Linked DNA regions of Zea mays: region 2 is linked to region 1. A link is a contact called in public Hi-C data. All regions are on one chromosome and are shown on one strand. Each heading gives the region's core, a stretch centred on a gene start, on an enhancer-like site or on the middle of the called end of the contact. The rest is flanking DNA. Distances are from core to core; before and after follow the strand shown. Region 1 has its middle 30 kb from the start of LOC103630929. Region 2 holds the start of LOC103629159 (pentatricopeptide repeat-containing protein At2g46050, mitochondrial).

The links. Hi-C and Micro-C count contacts between places; a contact is called where the count stands out from the background.
Region 2: a contact with region 1 is called in a Hi-C map of ear, with 2.0 times the contacts expected there. The contact joins the promoter of LOC103629159 here to the enhancer-like site in region 1. A contact is called at or near these places in 5 of 25 Hi-C or Micro-C datasets (bundle sheath, ear, endosperm and 1 more).

What each region holds. Positions count from the first base shown.
Region 1 is chr6:30,838,162-30,845,922 of Zm-B73-REFERENCE-NAM-5.0, forward strand. No RefSeq gene overlaps it. Among protein-coding and RNA genes, the nearest start is that of LOC103630929, 30 kb to the left of the region's middle. Within about 2 kb of position 4,245, at least 16 of the 20 cell types and tissues checked have an H3K27ac peak or open chromatin away from gene starts, as enhancers often do. A contact at or near this core is called in bundle sheath, ear and leaf, where this site is marked.
Region 2 is chr6:31,014,024-31,021,784 of Zm-B73-REFERENCE-NAM-5.0, forward strand. LOC103629159 (pentatricopeptide repeat-containing protein At2g46050, mitochondrial) reads left to right here and starts at 3,444. Exons shown (of 2, transcript XM_008650335.2): 1 at 3,444-5,855; 2 at 6,789-7,298. The coding sequence starts at 4,252. The coding sequence ends at 5,796. It overlaps LOC111589609 (small nucleolar RNA Z279/snoR105/snoR108), which reads left to right and starts at 3,459; the gene lies at 3,459-3,565.

The DNA.
Region 1 (7,761 bases), core at 2,995-5,494:
TTCATACTAGACAAGACCACCTATAACAGTGCAGTGTTGGCAGAACTATATATGTCCTGGATTATATGCTTGCATGGCGTTCCAAAGAAGATAGTATTAGATAGAGGCACCCAGTTCACTTCTCATTTTTGGCAGCAGCTACATGAAGCTTTAGGCACACACTTGATGTTCAGTTCAACTTATCACCGACAGACAGATGGTTAGACAGAGAGAACCAGCCAGATTCTTGAAGACATGATGAGAGCTTGTGCATTGCAAGAGAAGTTAGGTTGGGACAAGAGGCCACCGTATGCAGAATTCTCCTACAACAACAACTATCAGGACAGTCTATAGATGTCCCCATTCCAAGCACTCTATGGGAGGAATTGCAGAACTCTGTTGCATTGGGACCAACCCGACGAAAGGCAGGTGTTCGATCTAGATATTCTGCTGGAGGCTGAAGAGAACATCACAATGGTTCGAGAGAATCTGAAGACATCGCAGTCCAGACAGCGAAGCTATGCTGACACCTGAAGAAGAGAATTGAGTTTTGAAGTGGGAGATTATGTCTACTTGAAACTGTCACCCGTCAGAGGAATCAAAAGGTTTGGAGTCAAGGGCAAAATAGCACCTCGATACATCAGGCCGTAACAGATCCAAGCAAGACATGGAGAGGTAGCATATCAACTCAGCTTACCAGAAAGTATGTCAGCTATGCATGATGTGTTCCATGTGTCTCAGCTGAAGAAATGCTTGGGAGTGCCAACAGAGGACCTTGAAGTTCAAGAAGATCTGACATATATTGAGAAGCCAACTCAGATTCTAGAGATAGCAGACTGGGTCACTCGAAGAAGCACCATCAGATATGTGCAAAGTCAAATGGGGCCATCACTCAGAAGAAGAAGCAACCTGGGAAGGAGAAGATGATCTAAAAGCCAAGTACCCTGAACTCTTTGCTAGCCAACCCTGAATCTCGAGGGTGAGATTCTTTTTAAGGGGGATATGTTAGTAACACCCTAAATTTGGGGGTATAAAATTTCTTTCTAAATATCTACCAAATTCAGGTGTTACCCTTTACCTCTCTCTAGTCTCTCTCTCTCTTTCTTTTGAGTAGATGTAGCTTAATTGGTGAGGGATTAATTATTTATTTTTGTCAAAACTTATGAGTCATGAATTGTTGCATCATGCTGAGCCCAAAATACTCTTTGAATTGATGCACATGTTTGATTTGATTTGAATTTGAAACTTGGTTTGAATTTGAATTGAAAACCCTAGAGAAAATAAAAAGAAAAGGCAATAGAAATTCCTTGGAAAAAGAAAAACCATTTCAGCCCAAACCGACCTAGTCCAGCCCAGTGGGGCAGCGCGTGCGGGCGCCCGCGTCGCCTGTCAGGTGGGGCTCCACCTGTCAGCAGCGGTTTCTCCCCCCCCCCCCCCCCCGCGCTCTCTCTCCCTCTCGCTGCTTGAGGGGCCGACTTGTCGGCGCCGATCTCTTCCGCGTGCTCGTCCCTTCCCTCACTGTCCCGTGGGCCCCGCTCGTCAGCCCGGCCACCCGTTTACTCGTCCACTCTTGCTGACCGGTGGGTCCCGTCTGTCGGACCTTTCCCCTTCGAACCGCCCGCGCTCCGCACCGTGGACGCGCCCATGTCCGTGCGTTTCCTGGCAATGACCCACGCGCCCGAGCCTTTTCTGGACCCCGCCCTCGTTCACTCGCCCTTCCCCGCTCAGTTGCGCCCTCAGCCAAGCAACCTCGCCCTCTCTCTTGCTCTGCGCACGTGCCTAGGGAGTTCCGCCGCCACTCGCCGTGGTCTCGCGCTTGTTCTGCGGTCACAGTCGAGCCCTTGCCGTATCCGTTGCCTCGGTAAGCTTCGCCTTATCCCTCACAATCTGGGATGCCCTTTGGTTCGCCTCCTCCCCCTCTGGTTCGCCTGGGCCACGCTCACCGAAGCATTCCTCACACAGCCGGAGAGTCACCGCCGTCGACCTAAGCCCTCGTCGTGTCCCCGCCACCGTTCAAGGGTTCCAGAATCTCTCCTCAAGGTAACCAACCTAACCCCGCCCCTAATTCCTCCTGTCTTGCACTTACTCGCCCGCGATTGCTCGCCGGAGCATTCCTCGGTCCGTCGAGGAATTCCCCTCCGTCATCCAGTTTCCTCACCCCCTTTCCTGCTACCCCGATCCCGCCACCGAATTCGCCGGGTCCTCCCCAACTTTTCTAGCAACCCGGACCGACCCCTTGCACCCTAGGAGCCCCAGTCTACTTCGCCGCTAGCAGCTGCGCCACCGCGGGCGTGTATGGCGCCTCCCCTGGCCGGTCGGAGAAGACAAAGCCCCTAGCGTCTGATCCGAACCGTCCACTCTTGATTGGATGGGCCAGATGCGCGGATAACGGTTCATGTGGTCCATGGAGCTAGAACCGTTGATCGGTGATCTTGCGGCCAGAGTGTCCCACGCTCTCAGCACACTGCTGACCCGTGGGCCCAGCGCGTTAGTGCCTCAACACTTCCCTGCCCCACCTTTCAGCCGCACTCGCCCATCCGCGCGCGCGCTCGTCCGCGGGTCCGATCTCTGTCGTTCGTTTGTGATCGAGCGGTCGAGGTTTCCCGATACCTCTTCGCGTGTAAATTTGCTAAAGAGACCCTCGGTTTTCCGAGAATCAACACATCGTCCTTGGGTTTTGCGCGCATGCCCCTGGATTCTTATAAATAGACCCCCGACCTTTTAAATAATCACAGATTTGGACCTAATTTTGTATTTCAAACTTCAAAACTTGTTTATTTCATATCTTTTCATATGAACTCCAAATTTAGTGATTCAAATTGCAAAATGTTCATAAGAATATTCTCTGTTCAAATAAATTATATTCATCCTATGTCTGTGCATTCTAATTTTATGCCTAGGCTATAGGTTAGTTTATGTGATATTTTATTTGTTTAATAAGATAAATAAAAAGGAAAACCCTAGTGGTAAATGGATATTTAATCTTGTGAGATTAATACTATGTAGTATATGAATTTATCCCAGGTTTAACTTTTATGTCTCATTAAAATGAGTAGAATCAGATTATGTAATCACGGAGATAGACACCACTTAGAGAATAACAAACTACAGAATGTGATTAGTTCACCTTATATCTTAAACTCCCTTTTGAGTTTATACTTTTCCTTTTGAGATGTGTTCCATTGTTTGCACATGTTTGGTGTGTTGTTCATTTGTCATTTTCCAAATGTATTGAATGTATGATCGCTTTATTTAGACGACGAGCAACTCGTGGTTCCTGAGTGTGTTGCCGAAGATCTTCCTGAGCAATAACCTGGTGAAGGCAAGTGTCCTCTGACCTACTATGTCCTACTTATTTTATAATTCATTGTCCCACACTACATTATTGAAACCTAAGGATTGACTAGTCTATATTTATCTTGTCCTTGCTTACCTTTTGGGTTATCATGGTTAGCTTTATGCTATTGCTTTAACTTAATCAATGAACATGATGTAAATATTTATGATATGATGATGTTATCCTGATGATGATCTTGTGATATTTTAGGGGACTCAGGCCATTTTCCTGAGTACCTCTCCATAAGGACCTGTTCGTTGAGTGACCACCCGGGATAACAGCAACCATGAGGGTGGAATGGGACACCCTTAGCTAAATAATTAGATGAACCTGGGGGTGTAGTTGGATTTTGTAATACCCAAATTGTAAGTAATGAAAATAGTGATTGATCTATTTAAGTTTTGGCTTCCACTCCTTAACACATGTGAACACCATATTTAAAAGAAAATAATTAACAAATGACACATTACTAATTTATGCATCATGTTGGCTTTTGTTTGTATGTGTATTTGGTAAAAATAGTAATCCCATTAATGGAGATAAATTAATGTACCAAATTGAGGATCTAACACCTATTTTGAATATTTAAGAATGGGAAATAACAAGGAAAAGAGGCAAAAGAAAATACTATACAAATAAAAATAAGTAGATAAATATATCCTTCTTACACTAGGATTTAAACTTGGATACTTAGCTCAAATGTGAGGCTCATGACAAAATTCAAATTTAAATTCGAAATCAAGAAAATGAAAAGGAAAAGAAATCAGGAATTCTAAAAGAAAAAGAGAAAGGAGAGGAGACCTAGGTTGGGCCGCGGTACCACTTTCGACCCAGGAAGACGTCGCAACGCGCGCGGCCTAGTGCGGGAGATGGTGCCGACGTGTGGGTCCTGGGTGTCGGTCTCCGTGCACTCCGAGCACCTCCGGTCTCCACGGTGTGGGACCCACGGGTCAGCCGCAGCTTGGGCTTGGGCGCACTCATCTCACTGTGGGCTAGGGTCGTTTCGTCAGTCTCACTCCCGTGCTGCAAACCCAGCTCGCACTAACCGCCCAACCACCTCGCCGACAATGGTGGGGGCATGGCACGGGCATGCGCGCCATTGCGTAATCTCGGGTGCTACCCCCCTATATGACGCATCCGGGCCCCCGGGCGACCCCTCCTCCATAACTGCGACCTCCTATCATGCAGCCACAGCCGAATCAAGAGAGAATCGAGAGTGCAGAGTTGTCAGGTGATGCGGCCACAGCCACAGCCACAGCCGTTGTTGTGCGACGAGGCAGGAGATGCGGCAGGATCGTCAATCGTAAGATCTACAACCCAGATTAGACGAGGAATAACGTTTCCATCAGATGCGGCGTGTGTCGTCCGATTCAAATCTGGCGGACAAGAGTTGATATGTGGGTAGTTAAATCCGAAGCGTTGGACTAGGATCAAATGACGATCGTTGCGTACTGGTTCAGCACGATATAGATCTAATCGCGATTGTCCAAAACAGATCACGTGGTCCAGATAGTCCGATACCCTTTGGTCGTGCATTTCTTGCAAAAGAACCCCTGAAGTTATCAGAAAACAACCCGCAGTCCATCCCCGGGTGTAGATGAGTCTTGGGATTCTTTCGCGATAGCCCTTGGACTTCTCTGTTTTTGGTGCGCAGTTCAGAGACCAGAGGAATTAGATAATAATTATAGAAATCGATTTTTAATACAAAAATAATTCTAGAAACTTGTATAATTCGTATTAAATTCATTCCAACTCCAAATTGATCCATTCCAGTGGCATTAATTTTGTTTTAATATTGTTAATCACCTAGTAACTCTATTTAGCCATGAAAATCAGATTAAAATTATTCACTTAAGTTATTCCACACTAGGCACTTAATAACTTTAGAAATTCATAACTAAATAACTGTAACTCCTAATTTAGTGATTCTTTTTCCTACGATCTCGTTACAACATGTAGATTATTATTATGTATTATGTATTCATGTTTGGTGTGATGTTAATTTATCCTTGTACCATGTTTGTTTGTATTGTGGCGTGTAGAAGAGCCAGTGGCCGAGGATCCTGTTGTTCAGCATGTAGAAGTTGCTGAGGAGGAGCTCATTGAAGGAAAGTTGTGCCCTTGACAACTTTTACTTATCCAATAATGTTCTTTATAATAATTTATTCATGCATAGGCTTAATTTTGATGAGATCCAATAGGTCACCTTAGTCTGGTTATCTTTTCACCTTGTTTATCCCTGAATTTTTGGGTAAGAATTTGCTATTGCTATACATGGTTTTGGGTGTTGAGATAACTATTACACATGATTATTCTTTATTATTATCCTATTTCTGTTCATGATAAGACTACTATGTTAATTGGAACATCGAGCTTAACTTGAGAAATATGTGCCACCACAAGGGTGGAATGGGACACCCTTGGCTGACTAACTAGGAAAGCTAGTGGAGGACTACCTTACCCGATAGGGGTAAGGGCAGTAGGGCAGTAGGCGTGTAGGGAGGTTCCCGGATTGATTTTGCTGCGATGGCGGTCAGACGGGGGATTCCTGCATTGCTCTTCCTAGAAACTGTAGCAGGTTTTCTGAAGCTAGTGGAACATTGTAAAGGCCTCATAGTGGATCCCTAGCCATTCACCTCGGTAGTATCTAAGGGTCTGGCTAACCCTGGTGACATGGGATACACGACTTGTGGGTACAAGGTACAACCTCTGCAGAGTGTAAAACTGGTATACTAGCCGTGCTCGCGGTCATGAGCAGCTCAGGACTCTCGCATGATTAAATTATGTTATTAAATTCAATTTGTCATTTGCATCACATTGGGATTTATTATTATTTTTGATCTATTATTATTATAGTTTGGTATTTACTTACATTTAGTAACTGCAAATAAAATTTGACCAACTTATTAAAAGCAATGCTCAGCTTTAACCCCTATTATTGATCAGCCTTGCACTTCACATGAACTCCCACCTTTGTGCGTTCATGCACATTATTCCCCACAACTTGTTGAGCTATGATCTTTTGTGAGCTCACCCTTGCGATATATAAACCCCCACAGGAGAAGAACAGGTGGTCCAGGAGGAGCTATACAATGAGGAGTATGAGTTGATCTAGGTGGTGTCTCCCAGTCAGCTTTGTGGCGCCAAGGAATAATACTTAGCTCACTTTATTATTATCATTTATTTTTTTGTAAGACTTCCGCTATGTAATAATGACATTTATGTTATTTATGACATTTATCTCTATACACTTTGTCATTATATGTGATGTTCTTCTTTGGCGCACATATGAGACGCACCCAACTTTATCCCTTAAATCTGGGTGTGACAGAAGTGGTATCAAAGGAATGTTGACTGTAGGACAAAACCTAGATAGAACTGGAAAAAACCCTTACCTACTTACCTTACTCTGATTCTTTCTATACTTATCTTGATCCTGTCTCACCTTCTACTATTCTACTCTGATTACTCTTACCTTTTCTATTTTAAGACAAGGAGGATTTCACACTTTGGAATCCTACATTTATGACCCTCTAAAGAGATAGGAGACCTAAGACAAAATTAAAATTATTTTCTCTATTTAAAATGTTGGTTGATTGTTCTGATGATAAATGCCTGATTTGCTTCTTTGATTGCTTGAAATGGTATAGTCGGTCATCTTAGCATGTACCACCATAAGGTAATGTAATAGATTTAGTAGGTGACACACTAATCTACTTAGTTAATAAACCCCCCCCCCCAAAGTAACATGTCTCTTAATTACTCGTCTTGTCTATAATTCTTTGTTACCATGTATTTCTAACTCAGATGGTCAATACCAGGTAAGGAGGTGGAATTGATCTACCTGCCAACCCATTCAACCGGAGGGTGCTTAGACAACAACAAGCATAAATGGATCCACCGAATCCTCCACCGGTTGGGACTGATCCAGTGGTTGCAGCTCAGATGCAGATGCTGCAACAGATGGCGAATACGATGACGGATATGTAGGCACAGATGACGCAGGAGTGTCAAGAGATGCGCCAGGAGAGACAAGAGATGAGAGAGGAGATGTGTCAAGAAAGAATGGTGCGACAGCAGCAAGCACCAATACCTCCACCACCACCAGTTCCACCCCGGGACAAACACCGGGAGTTCATGAGCCACAAGCCACCGACGTTCGCTAGCTCTCCAGATCCTCTGCACGCTGATGATTGGCTAAAGTCAGTGGAGAAGCTGCTGATTATTGCTCAGTGCTCTGACCGGGAGAAGGTTCTTTATGCTTCTAGTCATCTTACTGGTCCTGCTGCTGATTGGTGGGATTCTTACAGCGCTGCCCATGATGCTGTTGATACTATTACCTAGGCAGAGTTCACTACACAGTTCAAAAACTACCACATTCCTACTGGACTGATGAAGATAAAGAAGAAGGAATTTCTATCACTGAAGCAAGGGAGCATATCAGT
Region 2 (7,761 bases), core at 2,194-4,693, 180 kb after region 1:
AGAAGAGTTTTGCATGCTATTTCTTTTGTTTGAATAATGCATTATACTTAAATTCCTTTTTTTGCATGTGTGAAATTTTTTCTTCGTAATATTTTTTTCCATGGATCAGACTTGTGAGTCATTTTCATAAACCAACGCCAAGCATGAATTCATGTTTCCTACTTCAAACCCCGAACAAACTCCATGAGCAGGAGGCACTCGCGTTGTCGTCGCTCATCGATGACGAGAAGAAGCTTGGCGACTATCAGTTCGACCTTTAAAAGCAGTCTTACGTGGTCGCATGCGCTGCTGTGTATGACAAGCTCCCGCGAAGCCACCGCTTGGACGCGGTCTAGAGCAGCTGCACCGCGCTGTCCATCGTTAAACAGGGGGCCTCATGGTTGTCGCCAACGTCGACGACTCTCGGGTTGTTCTGGACACCGCATCCGACGACGACGCCATCACGCCGTCCAGCTCATCGTCCACCTGAAGCCCAACCTGCCACGTAAGTCGGTACTGACCGGACATGAATTTTCGTGCGTTGGGACGATGGATGTTGCTGACATTGTGTGAGTGTCCTCGAACATGATGTATGTAGTGGAATAGCGCATCCGGTGGTGCAACGGGCAGGGGTAATACCTCGCTGATAAGCCCAGGGTGCACTTCGTTTGGCAGCCCAACCAAGAGTCATCGGTACTTGTCATGTCGCGTGCGTTCGATGACTACTATATCGAGGATTGTGGCGTCATCTTGGCGCCGGAGGTGACACAATGGAGGATCGACAACAGTGACCAGTTCGTCATCTTGGCGCCGGAGGTGACTACCTTACCCGAAAGGGGCTAGGGCAATAGGAGAGTAGGCGTGTAGGGAGGTTCTCGGGTTGATTTTATTGTGATGGTGGTCAGACGAGGGATTCCTACATTGCTCTTCCTAGAAACTGTAGCGGGTTTTCGGAAGCTAGTGGAACTTTGTAAATGCCTCGTAGTGGATCCCTAGCCATTCACATTGGAAGTGTCTAAGGGCCTTGCAAACCCTGGCGACATGGGATACACGACTTGTGGGTAAAGGGTACCACCTCTGCAGAGTGTAAAACTGGTATACTAGCCGTGCTCGCGGTCATGAGCAGCTCAGGACTCTCGCATGATTAAATAATGGAACTAAACTCAATTTGTCATTTGCATTGTATGAGATTTATTATTAATTTTGTTCTATTATTACTATGATTTGATATTTACTTACATTTAGTAACCGCTAATAAAATTTGACCAACTTATTAAAAGCAATGCTCAGCTTTAACCCCTATTATTGACCAGCCTTACACTTCACATGAACTCCCACATTTGGTGAGTTCATGCACATTATTCCCCCACAACTTGTTGAGCGATGAACATATGTGAGCCCACCCTTGCCGTCTCACACCCCCATAGGTCAAGAACAGGTACCACAGGATGAGGCGCATGGAGGATGCTGCGATGTGTTCGTGAGAGGTATAGGCCATCGTCTCCCAGTCAACTTTGGGTTACTGGATCGTTGTCTTCATATAATTTAAATATTTATTTATTTTGTACATAACTCCTATTATATAGTAAAGATGTGACATTCGTTCCTGCACCATGATTCATCGTATGTGTGAGACTTGGTCCCAGCACACCTTGTGAATATGTTCGCGACCGAGTCTTGATGTCCTGAAACCCGAGTGTGACACTAACTTAGCTTATCTTAATGAAAACCCGCCGACTCCGTCCCGATCTATCCCCGACGTTCGAGGACGCCGAGCGCGGGAAAAACAGACGGTTCCTTGAGATTGTACGTAATCCACGGACGATCCGGGCACGGGCCCGTTGCCTTCTTGGGTCGGTCCATTTCTCTTGCGTCTTTGTCCGGTCCACGACGAGACGACCTTGCGGGTTAACTGGTCTGTGGCCCCATGCAAGGGTCTTTCGCTTCCTAGTGGATCCGGGGATATCTGTCCCCCACAGTTATCCACAAGGGTATTACAGTATTCGTGCCGGTCACACTATGACTAGATTTATAGAATATATTAGCAACATTTATATCTTCGAATAATTTTACAATAAAAATAAATTCAAAGATCTAGCTAATAAAACTAATTATGTATTATAATTATTAAAATTTTCTTATAAAAATATGTTCAAAGTTAAAATGTTTGACTCCTAGAATGACTAACATTGTAGACGTAGGGAGTATTAACTAATATTATGCGTGAGCTGGTGGTTCATTTTCACAAGCAATTACCTATCATCAAAAATAGGTTGTCACAGCTGTATATAAAAAAAAGCCCATTACAAACAGAACATGTGTTGTACTGTGAAGTAGACCGCAAATGGGCATCGGAGCTGAATGATAATTGAGGATGATTCGCCTTTTAAGCCTAGCTGTTGTTCATCGCAAATATGTTGTACAAAAGATCGTTACCATTTTTAGTGATATTTGTTTGCATTATTACAAAACATGTCTGAATTTTTCGTGTTCTGATAGGGCCCCCGTAAGCACGTCTTATGTTCTAGTATCATTCAAAATCCAACTAGTGAGGTAGCTACACCGACAATTAGAACGCTTCATCTATTTGGAAAGGGTGACGATAGTAATTGTATATTGTGCAGTGAAAGTAGGAGAGAAGTAATTGCAAAGGTATCTTGTAAATATTTATAAGATGTTTAGTTTGAGGAATAAGTTAGTTCATCATCTTTTCACTACTTATTTTTTGTTTGGTTCGTGGAATAGAATTGATTGATCCATCATCATCTCATTCATAATAGTTAGTACTAACACGAGAAATAATGTCATACCACTAAATTTGAGGAATAGACTTATGATGAACAACTTCATCTTGGATTAAGTGATTCATCAAACCAAACACCTCCCTTAAACCATCTCCAACAGCTTACCTATACCTATATTCAAACTACACTATATAAACAGACAATATAAAACGATGCAAAACGGTGTTTTTTTTTGTCATTAGCAGGCTTACCATGTAGCCTAACAACTTCCTACTCTGAAGCAAACAGTGCCCTTGGTATGGATTGCATCAGTTAAATTGTTATTTGGACACAGAAAGATGTGCCTACTGACCAACACACGTATTAAGCAGAGAAATTCAGGGAGATGCGAGGTTGCAAACAAGCTTTGGTCCATACGGTAGTAACTCGTGACTCGTGAGGGAGATGAAGATTCCTTTTCTCGCTTGCGCCATGCGAAACTGACGGACGGGAATGTGACTGAGTACAATTCTCGGCCCATTTAAATAGGCCTGGTCGGTCCATGGCCCAGCGGCGAGCTCGCGTACAATTCGCACTACCAGGCTGCGCGGCTGCTGCCTGCTAGTAGTATCACCACAGTGGGAGGCGAGCATTTTAGTACCACATCGACGGAACGCAGTAGGGTGCACACCAACGGCTGCATTATAGAGGTCCGGAATGCCACAGGCACAAACCATGATCCTTCAGGCAGTTAAAGGGACATGATGAGCGGTATGATCTCGCAACTGCTATGCGAGAGGGGTGTCTGCCCCAACTACGCCTGTTACGACAACAGGCACCCCAATGATTTACCGTCTGATCCCGACTTCAAAACAAAACACAAATATTTTCGTTTTTGGTTCTAAGCGTTTTGTAATTCGTTTTGATTCTAGTTTGAAAACTGCAAAAATTTTCATTTTTTTCTAAAAAAACTCTAGTGGTGTATGGTTTGTCACATTTCATTTTTCTAGGTTCTAAACTTTGCATCATATCTCTAATGTATTTTGAATTAAATTTTTTACATATGTATTTTGTCATGGTCTAAAGTAGTACATGTTAATTCTGTGTTCAATTCGAAGCTTAGTGTATAAAAAAATAGATTTTTACATATGTATTTTGTAATGGTCTAAAATAGTACATACATGTTAATTCTGTGTTCAATTCGAAGCTTAGTGTATAAAAAAATTAGACGAAAAAAAAGAGAACACTTTATTTAGAAACAGAAGGACCTACCTTCAAATTTAAGGGATAACCTCTACGATTGTAGGGTGCCGCTGAAGTTAGAGATTCTGCACCCAGCATAAAAAGGCCCCTCGTCACCTGTCGATTATCATGTTGATCGGCGGCTTGGGCGCTGTGTGATGATAGAATGGAGCGCATTGCTCTCGTCTGCACGCCGTTCTGGCCTCGCTCGCCAGCTCGGGCGGCTCCACGTCTTTGTCCTGCAGCAGGGGGCAGTGGAGATGACCGATGAGGCCATCTCCCGCTTCCCTGTCAGCTCTGGAATGAGATGCGGCACGATCTCGTTGCCCTGTTACTCCGCGCCAGCTCCATCTCCGTCTCCGGCGGCGCTCGCGCAGCACAGACGCTCCACCCGCTGGCGCTCAAGTCCGGGCGCGCCTCGGAGGCTCGCGTGGCGACCGCGCTGGCCGTGGCGTACGCGCGGTGGGGCCTCGTCGCGCACGCACGCCGCGTGTTCGACGAAGCGCCGCGCAGGGACCTGGTCCTCTACAACGCCATGGTCTCCTGCTATGCCTCCCACGGTCTCGCGCGCGAGGCCTGGGCGCTCTTTGCCGCCGCGCGGCGCTCCGGGATCGCCCCCGACGGGTTCACCTTCAGCGCCCTGCTCCGTCCGCCGCCGCGCCGTGGCCGCCACCCAACCGCCGGCGCCGTCGATGACGGGCTGCTGCTCAGGATGGGAGCCCTGGCGCACAGCCTCGTGCTCAGGCTGGGTCTCCTCGCAGACGTGGTGGTTGCCACCGCGCTGCTCGACATGTACGCCAAGTGCGGCCGGGTTGACGAGGCGCGCTGGGTGTTCGACGCTATGGCGGTCAGGAACGTCGTCTCATGGAACGCGATCGTAGTCTGCTATGGTCGGGTTGGTGGAGGCAAGGACGCTGTTGAGCTGTTCCGGTGGATGCTGAGAGACGGGAGCTGCTGCCCGGATGAGCTCACGCTTGCCAGTGTGCTAAGCTCGTGCGCCAGCGTGGCGGCAGCAAACGAGGCTACTCAGGTTCATGCTTATGCCATAAAGAGGGGGTTTCACAGGTTTCTGCAGGTGGCCAATGCTGTTATCACAGCGTACGGCAAGACCGGTTTTGCTCGAGAGGCGGGGCAAATGTTTGCTATGATCTGCGACCCAGATGTAGTTACGTGGTCCTGTATGGTTTCGTCTTTGGCGTACCTTGGACTATGCAAGGATGCAGTTCATGTGTTTGAGAGAATGCTCCAACAAGGCGTACAGCCTGACAGCGTCGCCTTCCTTGGGGTTCTTTCTGCCTGCAGCCATGCCGGGCTCGTTGAAGAAGGCCTGCACTATTTCCTTATGATGGCGAGGGGCTACAACATCGATCCAAATTCACAGCACCTTGCTTGTCTGGTTGATCTCTTGGGGAGAGCTGGTAGGATTCAAGATGCTTACAACATTGTTATCAAGCTTTCTTGCGAGAACAATGCTGATATCGTTGGAGCTTTCCTTGGTGCCTGTAAGCTGCGGGGCAAAATTGAGTTGGCAAAGTGGGCTGCCGATAGGCTTTTATGCCTGGAACCAAGTGAGGCAGTAAATTATCTGCTTATGTCTAACGCATTTGCTGCTGCAGGAGCTTGGAACGAGCTTGCAGAAGTAAGAAGTGTGATGAGACATAGGTGTGGCAGCAAGGTTCCTGGTTGTAGTTGGATAGAGGTAGGTGGAACAGTTCAGACATTTGTCTCCAACGATGTGGTGCTCCATCAGTCGATTGAAATGCAACAAATGGTGCAACTTACTATTTCGGAAGCACAAAAAGAGTGCAACGAAGACACAACTTGTGGTGATCCAATTTTGGTTCAAGAATGATTAGTTTGGCATCTACAATCGTCCCAGAGCTTACCAATGTGATGTTTCTCATGTAAGTGGTACGTCTTTATTTCAGTATGTTTATGCATGCCAACTGTATCGCACTAACTAAATTGCCAAAACTGACTTAATTTAGTTGCATAAAGATAGGATCTACTCCCTCCGTCCCAAAATATATTCTTTTTAGCCCTCTTTTTTTTCGTCCACATTCAAATAATAATAATGTATATAGACATATATACATACTACATTCATAGATTAATTAATGAATATATATTTAACCTAAAATTAATTATATTTTGGGATGGAGGGAGTACGTAATATTAGGAAAGCATAAAATAGCACTATGTTTGCTTCTGTGTTATATTTTTTTAGTATTAGGATGAACAAAATATAGAATCGTTATTATTACGGTGGTGCAGTGTTGTGGACGCCTTCATAGGGTGCCAGTACAGGCATCGGCCTTGGCATCCACCAAGGCCCAACCGAGGCTACATTGGCCTGTTTTAGAAAGAGAGGAATAGAGGGATGATATTTAGGAACAGATGCATTTCTCTTGGAAGCACTATTTTAAGAATTCAGTTTCATAATTTGGAAGCACTCTTTTAGGAATTCAGTTTCACTCTTTTAGTGATATAGATATAGATTAATTAATCTTATGAAACATGTGTGGAATATGGAATAGGATCGAAAAGTAGAAAAATTAACAGTAGTTATCTATCCTGTTCCTTTTGACCTTTTGAGTTATAATAAGTAATCACATATTATATCAATTGAGATCTGCAAAACCTTTAGCCTACAATTTCTACAAGTGACAATGACAATTGCATTATGAATGTATTGCATCTTTGGCACATCTTTTTGTCAGGATGTTGTGTTTGCACTTTGAAGTTGTTCTTTTGTTCCACCCAGTGTTCAGGTGTTAGAGCTTGTAACACTATTGTAGCACTATGTTAGTAATGAACTTTTTTTGTAATGTTCTTGCTCGCCAGGTGCCTAGACTCATAAAGGAATACGTTGAGGAAGTATCTACTCAACTGAAAATGGTCTGTGATTCTGATTCAGACGAGTTGCCTCTTGAAGAGAAACTCGCATTTATGCATGAGACAAGACATGCCTTTGGTAGAACAGCCTTGCTGCTAAGTGGAGGTGCTTCATTATGATCCTTTAATGTGGGTGTTGTTAAAACATTGGTAGAACATAAACTTTTGCCAAGGATAATTTCAGGATCAAGTGTTAGCTAAATAATGTGTTCTATAGTAGCAACAAGATCATGGCCTGAGCTGGAGAGCTTTTTTTGAAGAATGGCATTCCTTGAGATCAGGGCTTCTGGAGGCAGCTTTGCTGTCATCTGCCAAGGTATGTCAAATAATTTCTCGTTGTATTCTTTTTATTAAGTTTGGCTTATTTCCACTTAGAATGGTGATACACTTTTTATTGGACATGCTTCCAGTCCATGTAAAACATAAATATATTTCTTATTTTTGCCTACAGTTGTCATATGACATGCCTTCCAACATACCAGTAATGGTAGCATGCTAATGTCTAAGGGTGTGTTTGGTTTGACTTTTGGCTTTTGGCTTTTGCCCCCTAAAAGTCAAAAGCCAACCAAAGGGCTGGATCCAGGAAGCAGCTTTTTCTAAAAGCTGACTTTCTCACAGTGCAAATCTGAAATCACCCCTGAACCTGCTTTTAGTGGCTTTTCGGATGAAACTATGAAAACATATATCGAAGAACTTTTAACGATTTTTAGTGGTTTCCACCAAACGGTTTTTAGCTTTTTAACGGCTCACAGCCTACAGCAGCTTTTTCCACAGCTCACAGCCCACAGCAACTTTTTTCACAGCCACAGCCCAACCAAACAGACCCTAAGTAGCATAACTTCCACTACACTGCTAGAATTATTTGCTGGAAGTTATGGATACTCTAGCCAGATAGTTCGTTGTCTTTCAGGCAGCTTAGGCA